Regions from separate parts of the Oryctolagus cuniculus genome. Here region 2 is linked to region 1. Evidence: chromatin contacts called from public Micro-C data. All regions are on one chromosome and are shown on one strand. Each heading gives the region's core, a stretch centred on a gene start, on an enhancer-like site or on the middle of the called end of the contact. The rest is flanking DNA. Distances are from core to core; before and after follow the strand shown.

Region 1 (4,971 bases), core at 1,150-3,649:
AGATGAACAGGAGCCCACACCAGGAAAGTAAGTATTATGTTACCATTCACTCCCAAGAACGAAACCAGCCATCACTGGTTGGGTCCTAGGACGCGTTTCTGTAAAAGAGCATCATAAGTAAGAGGGCCTGGATTCAAACCTGAGCCTATCGCATACTTCATTCACATGTCAAAAGCAGGGCCCGATACTAGGTGCTGAGGAGCCAGACAATTCTGTAAGAGCCAAGAATGGGGACGTGGGGTGGGGGCAGGAAGCTCTCACCGGTTAAGAGTGAATGAACCAGCAGGGGCCCACAAGGAGTGAAGAACGGACCTAAGACGGCCACCCGCCGTGGGAAGGCCCTTGGCAAGTGCAGAGGTATGTGGCTGGAGCGCAGAAGAGGCAGTGGTAGGGGCGAGATGGGTCTCGGGACGCAAGACCTGTGGGGCAGGCAGAGCCAGGTTACACAGAGGCACGCCAGCCATGGGACGGAGTTCAGACTCCGGGGAACCCCGGGAAGCCGATGAAGTTAACCAGGGAGTTGATTTTAAAAAAATTTTTAAGTGTTTTACAAGATCACTGTAGCTACTGAGAGAGGCGGACTGGAGCAGAGCAATCAAAGATGGAGCACTGAGGCCAAAGCAGCAGCCAGTGCGATAATCCAGGCGGGACAACGGTAGCATGGCTGAGGGCGGCCGAGACGGAGAGAGGTCTGGGCGCTGGAGGGCTGTTCAACAGGCAGAACCAACAGCACAGCGCAATGGCCAGGAGCCAGGATCTGTAATCAGACCCACTCAGTCTGAACCCACAGCACAGCGACCTTTGGGGACTTACATCTTGGGGCTGTGTCCTCTCTGTGCCTCCACGCCTCTGTATGTAAAATGGGGACAGTAACTGCACCAAACCCACGGGGGACTGAGTCAGTGCACATAAAGTACTTGCAACGGCACCCAGCTCGTGGTCAGCACTCAGCAAGTGGTAGCTGTTGCTAGTACTGTGGAAAGTGGTGGCCAACTGGATATGGGGGGAGGGGATTGTGAGGTCCATGCGCTTCCCACTGCACCACACTGCCCCTCCCTGCCTGGAAGTTTTCATCATGACTCATGCTGAGTCACCTCTGACCTGGAGGACAGAGCCCATGTGTTACACCAGGCTGCAGGACCAGCGCATGTTCATATGGTGGGGGACAGGGATGAAGGCAGGCTCTGGGGACGCAAGCTTTGAAGTGGAACCTTCTGGAGATGAGATGGCTGACACGCGCTGTAAGTGCCAGGGAAGTACTGCTTGACAGAGGGAGTCTCAAAGCTGGCGGCGGTGTGGGGTGGCGCCATGACAGAGCTGCCATCCGATGGCAGGTGCCTGCGGCATCCTTTATTATGTATTTATTAAGGGAAAGGGTTTATCGGTGGGGGAATCCGACAGGCCGGAGGGAAGGGGCAAAGAAGGAAAAAGAGAGAGAGAGGAGAGTGCAAGAGAGATCGATCGAGACACACACACACACACACAGAAAGAGAGAGAGAGAGAGAGAGAGAGAGAGAGAGAGATGTGTTCAAGAACAGGTCCTCTTAAAACTTTGCCGAGGGTCGGATGGGCAGGGAAGCAGGAGCAGCGAATCCCATTAGGGTGGGGGTGGAGCTGACACATGTGGTTGGGCCATGTGGTCACCTGGCTTCCAGCAATTGTGGAGGGGGGAGGGGCTAGAGCCTAGGATAGTGTCTGGGGCATAGATCGCGGGTTTTTTGGTGGTGTGTGTGTCATCCTTTAGGGCCACCACTCAAGGTTGTAAAATAATTCCCAGCAGTGCCCTTCCCATGGACTGTGTGAAAGAACTCTCCGAGAGCTACACAGTGCACAACCTGAACAACACCCTGGCCCTGGCAGCCCTTGCTCAGCTGGTGCACGCTTAGGGCCATCCCTCAGGGACAGGACTTCCCTGCAGTGGTATAGCTCTCCCCCTTAGAAGGGTGCTGCTTTTTTTTTTTAATTGCTCCACCTCTTGGCGATCTAAGCTCACTGGTGCTAGAATGAACTCATCCCGGCGTGTCTGCAACCGGCAGTTTTGTGTATATATTTGCTTTCATAGATTTGCAGAGCAGAAGGGTAGTCCAAAAGAAGGAAAACGGAATAAAAATCTCTTGGGAGTCTTGCCTCTGTCTGTACCGAAGTAAAAAAAGGGGCAAACTGCAGGAGGAAATGGTGCCGTGGTCACAGCAGCCACCTTTCCAGCTGTGGTCAGCCATCGGCGGCGACCGCGACAGCCACCCGAGGTGGCAGAGCCCCGGCCCCCACGCCGCGCTGGAAGCTGCCCCGAGCTCGCCTCAGGACCCACGTGCTTTTGCCTTCCAGAAAAAATGTTCAGAGCCCCACAGCCTCCAGCCCGGCCCCGGCATCGCCCTCTCGCCCTTTCCAGCGCTGCAGGATCTCTGCGAGCAAATCCCTGGGTGACCTTAACGTGGCTGAGCAAACGGAATCTAGGGTGAGCACGCGGGGGAAGCTGCCCGGGCCTTGCAGCCAGGAAGTTGGGTGTTGATGAGCACAGGGCGGATGCTTGGAAGTTACCACCGGGCAGGGGTGCAGAAAAGGCGCTGCTAAAGCCGATTTTGTGTTCCGCAAACACCCAAAGTCACGGACTCCGCAGCCACAGGGTTTGAAAGACTCCTCAGTGGATGGCAAGGGAAATTTCCTGGAGAAAGTGTTTTGCAGGTGGGGGGCCTCAGCTACGGGGATTCCCCCGGCCCGGGTGGAAGGCACTGGAATCTGTGCCAGTGACCCTGTGGTTAGGGCTGCGAGCAGTTTCCTGTTTTCAAATCATTAACTCGAATCCCCAGGCCACTTTCCAGTGTGAGCGCGTGTACACACACACACACACACACACACACACACGCATGCGCAGATCCTGGGGGTCCCCTCTCCATGGTGACGCCCCCTAAGAGCTTTCCTTGTTTTTCTCTTTCTCTGCAGCAGGGAGACAGCCCGGCAGGTTGCTGACCTCGCCCTCGCTCATCAGTCACGTGTTGCTCTTTTCTCTGTTCCTTTCCCTAACAAATATATTCCATCTGAGGCTGGTTCCCTAGGAAACCAGCCCTGAAACACAGAAATAAACTATGGGAAAAAGCCTACTCCAAAAATTCCACCTGGCAATGTTTAATAACGAGAGAACACAATGAACAGAAATAGTGGTAAACTTATGTAACTAAAATGTGTGGACTTTTCCTCTGTAGATTTTAAGCGCAGCTTTGGATCATGCCCTAAAGACGGCAAGCGTTTTGAAAAAAACTACTGATCAAATGATTAAAACGATTACAGAAGACCTTGCCAAGGCAGAGAGATGGAGGAATCGGCTGCAATACTAGCTCAACCCCAGGTACCGAGGACTAGAAGGAACAAACTTACTAGAAAACTTGATCGTCCTCGTCCCCACCCACATATTTTATTTATTACACAATTTAGGAAGATGACTTTCTAGAGAACACATCCAAAGCGTAAGAAAGAGGTAACACAACGTGCTTTAATGGGGGGGGGCTCTTAAAATCAAGTATTTATTTTAAAATAAACCTATGTTCTTCCTAATTTACAATAAAAGAAGTCAAAACAAACCAGCAAATTTTACTATTGAGGGTGGGGTTAAATAGGTACTCTCATAAACTGTTGTGAAAGTAACAAGAATCTAGGAACTGGCGCTGTGGAGCAGCGCGTTAACACCCTGGCCTGAAGCGCCGGCATCCCATATGGGCACCAGTTCTAGTCCCGGCTGCTCCATTTCCAATCCAGCTCTCTGCTACGGCCTGGGAAAGCAGTGGAGGATGGTCCAAGCCCTTGGGCCCCTGCACCCACGTGGGAGACCTGGAGGAAGCTCCTGGCTCCTGGCTTCAGATCGGCGCAGTTCCGGCCATTGTGGCCAATTGGGGAGTGAACCATTGGATGGAAGACCTCTCTCTATCTCTCTGCCTCTCCTTCTCTGTGTGACTCTTTCAAATAAATAAATTAATTAAAAAAAGTAATAAGAATCTATGCAACCTTTAAAGAAAACTTCATAGTACAGACACTCCTTGACTACGAGGGGTTACAGCCTGAGAAACTCACTGTAGGTTGGAAATTGCCGAAGTGGAACGTGCATTTCATACACCTGACCCACCCGACTTCAGAGCAGGGTGACGCGGTACTGCAGGGTTGTTGCCTGCATGATGGCGCGGCTGTCCAACATCGTGGGAGCAGATCCTCCTGCGTAAAGCTGGCCCAGGAAAAGATCAAAATTCAAACTGCCATTGCCTATTGCTTTCCCATGGGCGGAAGGTCAAAGATTGTACATTGAGCCATTGTAAGTCAGGTGTTTCTACCAAACTGCACAAATTCCCACTCCAGCAGACTGACTTTACAGGACACTCACACAATACGCTCCATATATGAGGTCTATGAACAGCAGTGGCAGGAATGCCCCAAGGGAGAACTCATCTAAATGCCCTGGGTGGCCATTCATAACCAACAGCAGTGCAACACTGAAAAGAATGCGGCGGATAAGTGCCAGACGCCCAACTGTGAACCCATGCCCCATGGGACCTCATTTGTATGTTTTTTCAAGGGCATACATATTTTCTGGAAAGAAAAAACCCTAGGAGGACTTCTAGTTTTTCAGAGAGGAAGGAATTTTCTCTTTATTTACTGTACTATGTATAAAATTCTTATTATATGGTATGCTTATATTTTTAATTAAAATTACACTTGTTTAAAGATTTACTGGGGGGTGGCACTGTGGCGCAGCAGGTGAAAGATATCGCCTGCAGTGCCAGCATCCCATGTCAGAGCCGTTTCGAGTCCCAGCTGCTTCACTTGCGGTCCAGCTCTCTGCTAAGGCCCGGGAAAGCAGTAGAGGATGGTCTATGTCCTTGGGCCCCCGCACCCGCATGGGAGACTGGGAAGAAGCTCCTGGTTCCTGTTTCAGATCAGCGCAGCTCCGGCCGTTGCGGCCATATGGGGAGTGAAACAGCCGATGGA
Region 2 (4,971 bases), core at 1,272-3,771, 150 kb after region 1:
AACTTAAAAATGTCCTGTTTTGTCACTCTATGTAGTTCTAAAACTGTGGTAATACTTCATAGCCCTTTTCAAGGGCTTTTGACCAAAAAGCGTGAATTTGAGCACTATATATATACACACACACACACATATACATATACATACACACACACACACACACACACACTCTGGCTCCATGATTCCTGTAGTAGTTTATGTCTCCGCTCCTTCCTCTAGCTTTCCACACAAAAGATGATTCAATTCCTTAGGGGTCAGCCCAAGGAAGGAATGGATACAAAACAAACTCAACTTAGAAAATCTGAAGCTTACATATTTTAATGATTATTTGATCCAAACATCTTAGTAACAAAACCTGGATCTTTAGTTTTAGAACTAAATTTAAATATGATTTCTGGTAGAATCTTAGATTGCTTCAAAATACATTTGAAACTTGAAAACAAACTCCTCTTCTATTACATTAACGTTTGCCAATGTTATAAAAGAAAATTTGCTGAAAATAGCAGGAACCCAATTTTCAAGTGTTCAAAGCTTACTGAATAAAGCTAAGGGTTGAATACTATTTACCATAATGTATCCATGCTGGAAAGGTCTTACCTTTTAAAAGCTAAAAAAACAAAACACACAAAAAATCTGTTTCACAGTACTACAGTTAGACCTACTATAGACTCTTCTAAGAGAACACCACATATATTTGCATACTTTATATATTCCCAAAATTGAACTGTATTCCTCAAGATGTTTTCTAGGAAAAAATTATTTCTCAAAAATCTTTCAATAATCTCATCCCTTAATTGGGGGTGGGGAGACCAAACAAGTAACATCCTTGTTAACATCTCTACACATGTACTCAGGTGACAGAAAATACTTGAGGTGGTCTGTCTCGAGTTTTTCAGTGTCAATATACACCAAACAGATTGCATATTAAGATGCGCTGAAATACTTAAAAGACCGTTTAGGGTATTAATAATATTCTTTAAAATATAAATTAACCTTCGGAGGCCTGGAAGATATTTTTAAAACTACAAAATTTGCAGGGAAGTGGAGAACACCTATCTAATTGGTGGAGACCAAAATCAATGGCCAGAAAAAAAATCTAATTAGCCGTTCACGTAACCAGGGAAATGCATTTATGGCGATTGAGCATGATTAATAGTGCATACCTCTACCTGCGACCCTGGGCTGCTCCGAGCCTCGCTGCAAGACTGAGTCAATCCTGCTAACGAAACAAGAACTGAGACAAGAGTGCAGTGAGGAGGCGCCAGGTGAGCTCCCCAGCACAGCCAAGCCAGCACCGACCCTGCCGCAGAAGCCCAGGGCCCAGATAACGCTAAGTAAGCCCAATGCACAGGTGGCTGCGACCTCTCACTCCTAACTTCCTGCTGGGAAAATTTCCAGGCCTTCTGTACACCTCTTGCACTGGCACCTCTCCACCCTCAACCCTGCCCACCCCGGCCCGACACACACGCACTGACCACGTCCCTGTCTGGACTGGATAGTGAGTACCAACAACACGAGGCCAACACTGCAGTCACTACACGCCCTGGCCCGGGGTGAGCGGGAGAAGCACCAGCACGCTGGCGCTCGGCAGATCCGCGTCAAAAGGAATCATTTTAGAGCTGTAAGCTGGAGAGGCTCCTGTTACTCTCGCCTCTTCCCCCACCCTTCCTGCCCAACTCCCTAGGGGCGGGCAGGAGCTTGGGGGAGGAGGAAGAGCAATAGTGGCGGGCTCTCCGGGCCCTAAAATCTGAAAAGGAAACGCAGAGGGCGGCCCCAGTCCGAGCCCCTCTCCGAGGGACTACAGGCCCGCAGCGCCCCCTCCGCCCGACCGCCCCCCGACCCACACACCCTCAGTCTCGGGGGCCGCCTCCGCCCGTTTCCTCCACACCTACCCCCCCCCCCCCCGCCCCGCCGAACTTACCCCCAAGCCCAAGGCCTAGACGCTTCGTACCTTAAAGTAGATCTCGTCCACCACCTCGTGGTAGGTCTTGAGCTCGTAGAGCTGCACTTTGAAGTAAGGCGACGACAGGATGTTGGTCAGGATCATGGGGTTGAGGTTCATGGTCTTCTCGTTGCCCCACAGCGGCAGCACATTGCCCTGCTTGCCCGAGACGGCCGGCTTCGTGGCGCCGCCGCCGCCGCCGCACTGCTGCTGCTGCTGGGCCGCGGCCGCGGCCGCCTGGTGCTGCGGCTGCGAGTTGCCTGTCAGCGCCGGGCTGTTGTTAGCCATGTTGCGGCGGAAGGAAGGAGGGAGGGAGAGGGAGGGGGAGGGGGCCCAGCTCGATCTCTCTCTTCGGGACAACGGTCCGGGACCCTACTCCATGGAACGCCGTCGGGAGAGGGGGCCGCCTCGCTGAGCCCCAGCCGGAGAAGGGAGGGCAACCGGGGACACCGACGGACGGACCTCGGGCCGACGGCACACGGCGAGACGCGGACCGCGAAAAACTCCAGCAGAAGGCAAGCCGGCGGCCAGGGAGCGCGATCTCTTCCGCCAACTGCCCCTGGGAACAAGATGGCGGCCCGGGCGGACGTGACGCAGCGCGCCCCGGCGTTCCAAGCTGAGCCAGCGGCCAATCAGAGGCGCCCAAGTGGGCTGGAGATTCCTCTTCCTCGTTCCGCACGTTCTCGGCTCGCTGGAGCCGCTACGGTGGCCGAGTGCGCTCGGCGCCTAAGGTTCCCCCTGGGAGTCCAGGGGGCTGGGGGAGGGCGTCGTAGGCCCTTTCTGTACGTTTCAGTGTTTAGGTTGGAAGCCTCGGTTCTCTGACGAACAGGAAGGGATTCGCATGGCCGTTCGGTGCTTGCGAGTTCGTAACGCTTTAACTCCATTTCCCGAGTTCACTGTTTTAAGATTCTCCGGAAGGGATGGTAGTCAGGGCCCTCACTCCTCCCTGTAACTCGGATCAAAGGTCTTTCTGTCCTTCGCCGCGCTCCAGCAGGCGACTGGCGGTCTAAACGTTCGAGCCTGGATTTACTCGGTTGTGAGATTAGGATAACGTCCTACAGGGCCGTTGTGAGCATTAAAGGAACTACTCTCCTGTAGCGCCTGGTAGTATGTTCCAGGCACCTGGTAGGCGCTTTCCCTCCCTGCTCGAGACCTTCCAATTCTTAGGGTGCATCGTGAGTGGTAAACATTGGGTTAGGCACGGTGAAGGGAGCACAGGAGGGGCTGGGAAACAGGTGTAAAAACGAGTCAGCGTCGATCTCGGCTCTCGACAGCTACTAAAAACGCTACCGAGAAGGTGCCTGGTGTTGGGACGTTGAGAGATTACAGAAGGCGCTGAAGTTTTCTGCAGGGGGAATGGGGCCAGCAGTTATTCGGCAGGAAATAGCCTGAGCATATAGAAGCAGGAAAGAACAGGTTCATCAGAGGGTAAAGAGCCAGTAGATGCCCTGATGGGGGAGTAATGGCTGTGAAGTGCCTGAAATGCGAAGATGAAACGTTAGGAATTTGGTGACATTTAAATCCAAGTGTTACATAATGACATCCGTGACCTTAAAGTCTGCTTTAAGATGCTAATATTTTCTGGCTTCGATCCATTCTTCACAAGATAGCCAGAGCCGATCCAAAAGCGCATCGCTACCCTACTCAGAAACTTGGATGACTCACTCGGTAGCATCCTCGTTGCCAAAATGCAGTGACCTTTTTCATCCTTCATCCTATTTGATTTCTCGTTGTGGCACTTGTAAATTACTCTTTCTTAGAAACTTTTAGGTAAGTAAGTTTGAAGATGGTGATCTTAACTTCAGTGACACATACACAGAGGGAGGGAAGAGTATAGGACAGAAACCTTTGGGAAAATTCTCACCTGGGTGAAGATGAACCAAGAGAGGAGAGAGAAAGACAAGCAAGCAGAAAAATAGGAACCAAACCAGCAGTTAGGGTGTAAGAGCATGCAAGGAAAGATAAAGACATAAGTGAATGAATTGAGTAATGTTTGGGGCTGGACACAGTCCATAATTGATCACCCTTTCTAGTTCCTTTATTTTGCAATGTAGGAGAACTGAAGCTTTGATAGAAGTCATTTTCATTTTGTGCTCATAGATCTTGTTTTTCTATACAATGGTTTATATCAAACTACTTCCCAAGGAAAACTGATGATCCTATCCTCTGAATTACCAAGTTAAACATTTTTTTAACTTAGTTCTTTTTGTGTATGTACTTTTTAAAATATTTATTTATTTGAAAGGCAGAATGACAGAGAGAGAGAGGGAGAGACAGAGATCTTCCATCTACTGGTTCACTGATTCATTCCCCAGTGGCTGCAACAGCCAAGGCTGGGCCAGGCAAAGCCAAGAGCCAGGAACTCCAGCAGGTATTCAAGTAGTTGGGCCATCTGCTGCTGCCCTCCTAGCCATATTAGCAGGGAGCTGAATCAGGTGGACACAGCGGGGACTCCAACCAGAACTCCGGTATGGAATGCTGGTTAACAAGTTGCAGCTTAACCTGGTGTGCCACAATGTTGGCCCCTGGGTATCTATTTTTGTTTTTTGCTATAATAATAACAGCTTATTGAGTTTACATAGTGACACTTTAATTGCCAAATGCTATGATCTTTGTAAATTCTTTGTATACATGATCTTTTCCATCTTTCCTTGTTTCTTTTTCTTTTGGAAAGGCTGAATTATAGTTATTCCATCTGTTGGTTCACTCCCCAAATGGCCCTAATGACTGAGGCGGGGCCAGGCTGAAGCCTGGAGCCAGGAGCTTCACCTGGGTGTGCAGGGGCCCAAGCACTTGGGTCACCCTCCGCTGCTTCCCTGGGCACATTAGTAGGGAGGTGGATCACAAGTGGAGCAGCTGGGACCTGAACCGGCACCAGTATGGGTACTGGCACTGCAGGCTTTACCTGCTATGCCACAACACCAGCCCCTAAAAAGTCTTTGCATGGTAAGTTATACTTCCCCTTGCAGTACTGACAACCCTTATGGCATCCGTTCCAGTCCCAGCTGCTCCACTTGTGATCCAGTTCCCCG

The links. Hi-C and Micro-C count contacts between places; a contact is called where the count stands out from the background.
Region 2: a contact with region 1 is called in a Micro-C map of ear pinna, with 3 times the contacts expected there. The contact joins the promoter of PRPF38B here to the enhancer-like site in region 1. A contact is called at or near these places in 2 of 6 Hi-C or Micro-C datasets (ear pinna and an unstated tissue).

What each region holds. Positions count from the first base shown.
Region 1 is chr7:61,602,737-61,607,707 of mOryCun1.1, forward strand. AKNAD1 (AKNA domain containing 1) reads left to right here. Exons shown (of 13, transcript XM_051856199.2): 11 at 1-27; 12 at 2,326-2,455; 13 at 3,201-3,575. The coding sequence ends at 3,332. Among named protein-coding and RNA genes, the nearest start is that of AKNAD1, 60 kb to the left of the region's middle. Within about 2 kb of position 2,400, at least 2 of the 8 cell types and tissues checked have an H3K27ac peak or open chromatin away from gene starts, as enhancers often do. A contact at or near this core is called in ear pinna, where this site is marked.
Region 2 is chr7:61,751,297-61,756,267 of mOryCun1.1, forward strand. It overlaps PRPF38B (pre-mRNA processing factor 38B), which reads right to left and starts at 2,522. Exons shown (of 6, transcript XM_051856211.2): 1 at 1,949-2,522. The coding sequence starts at 2,227. It also overlaps the pseudogene LOC100343575.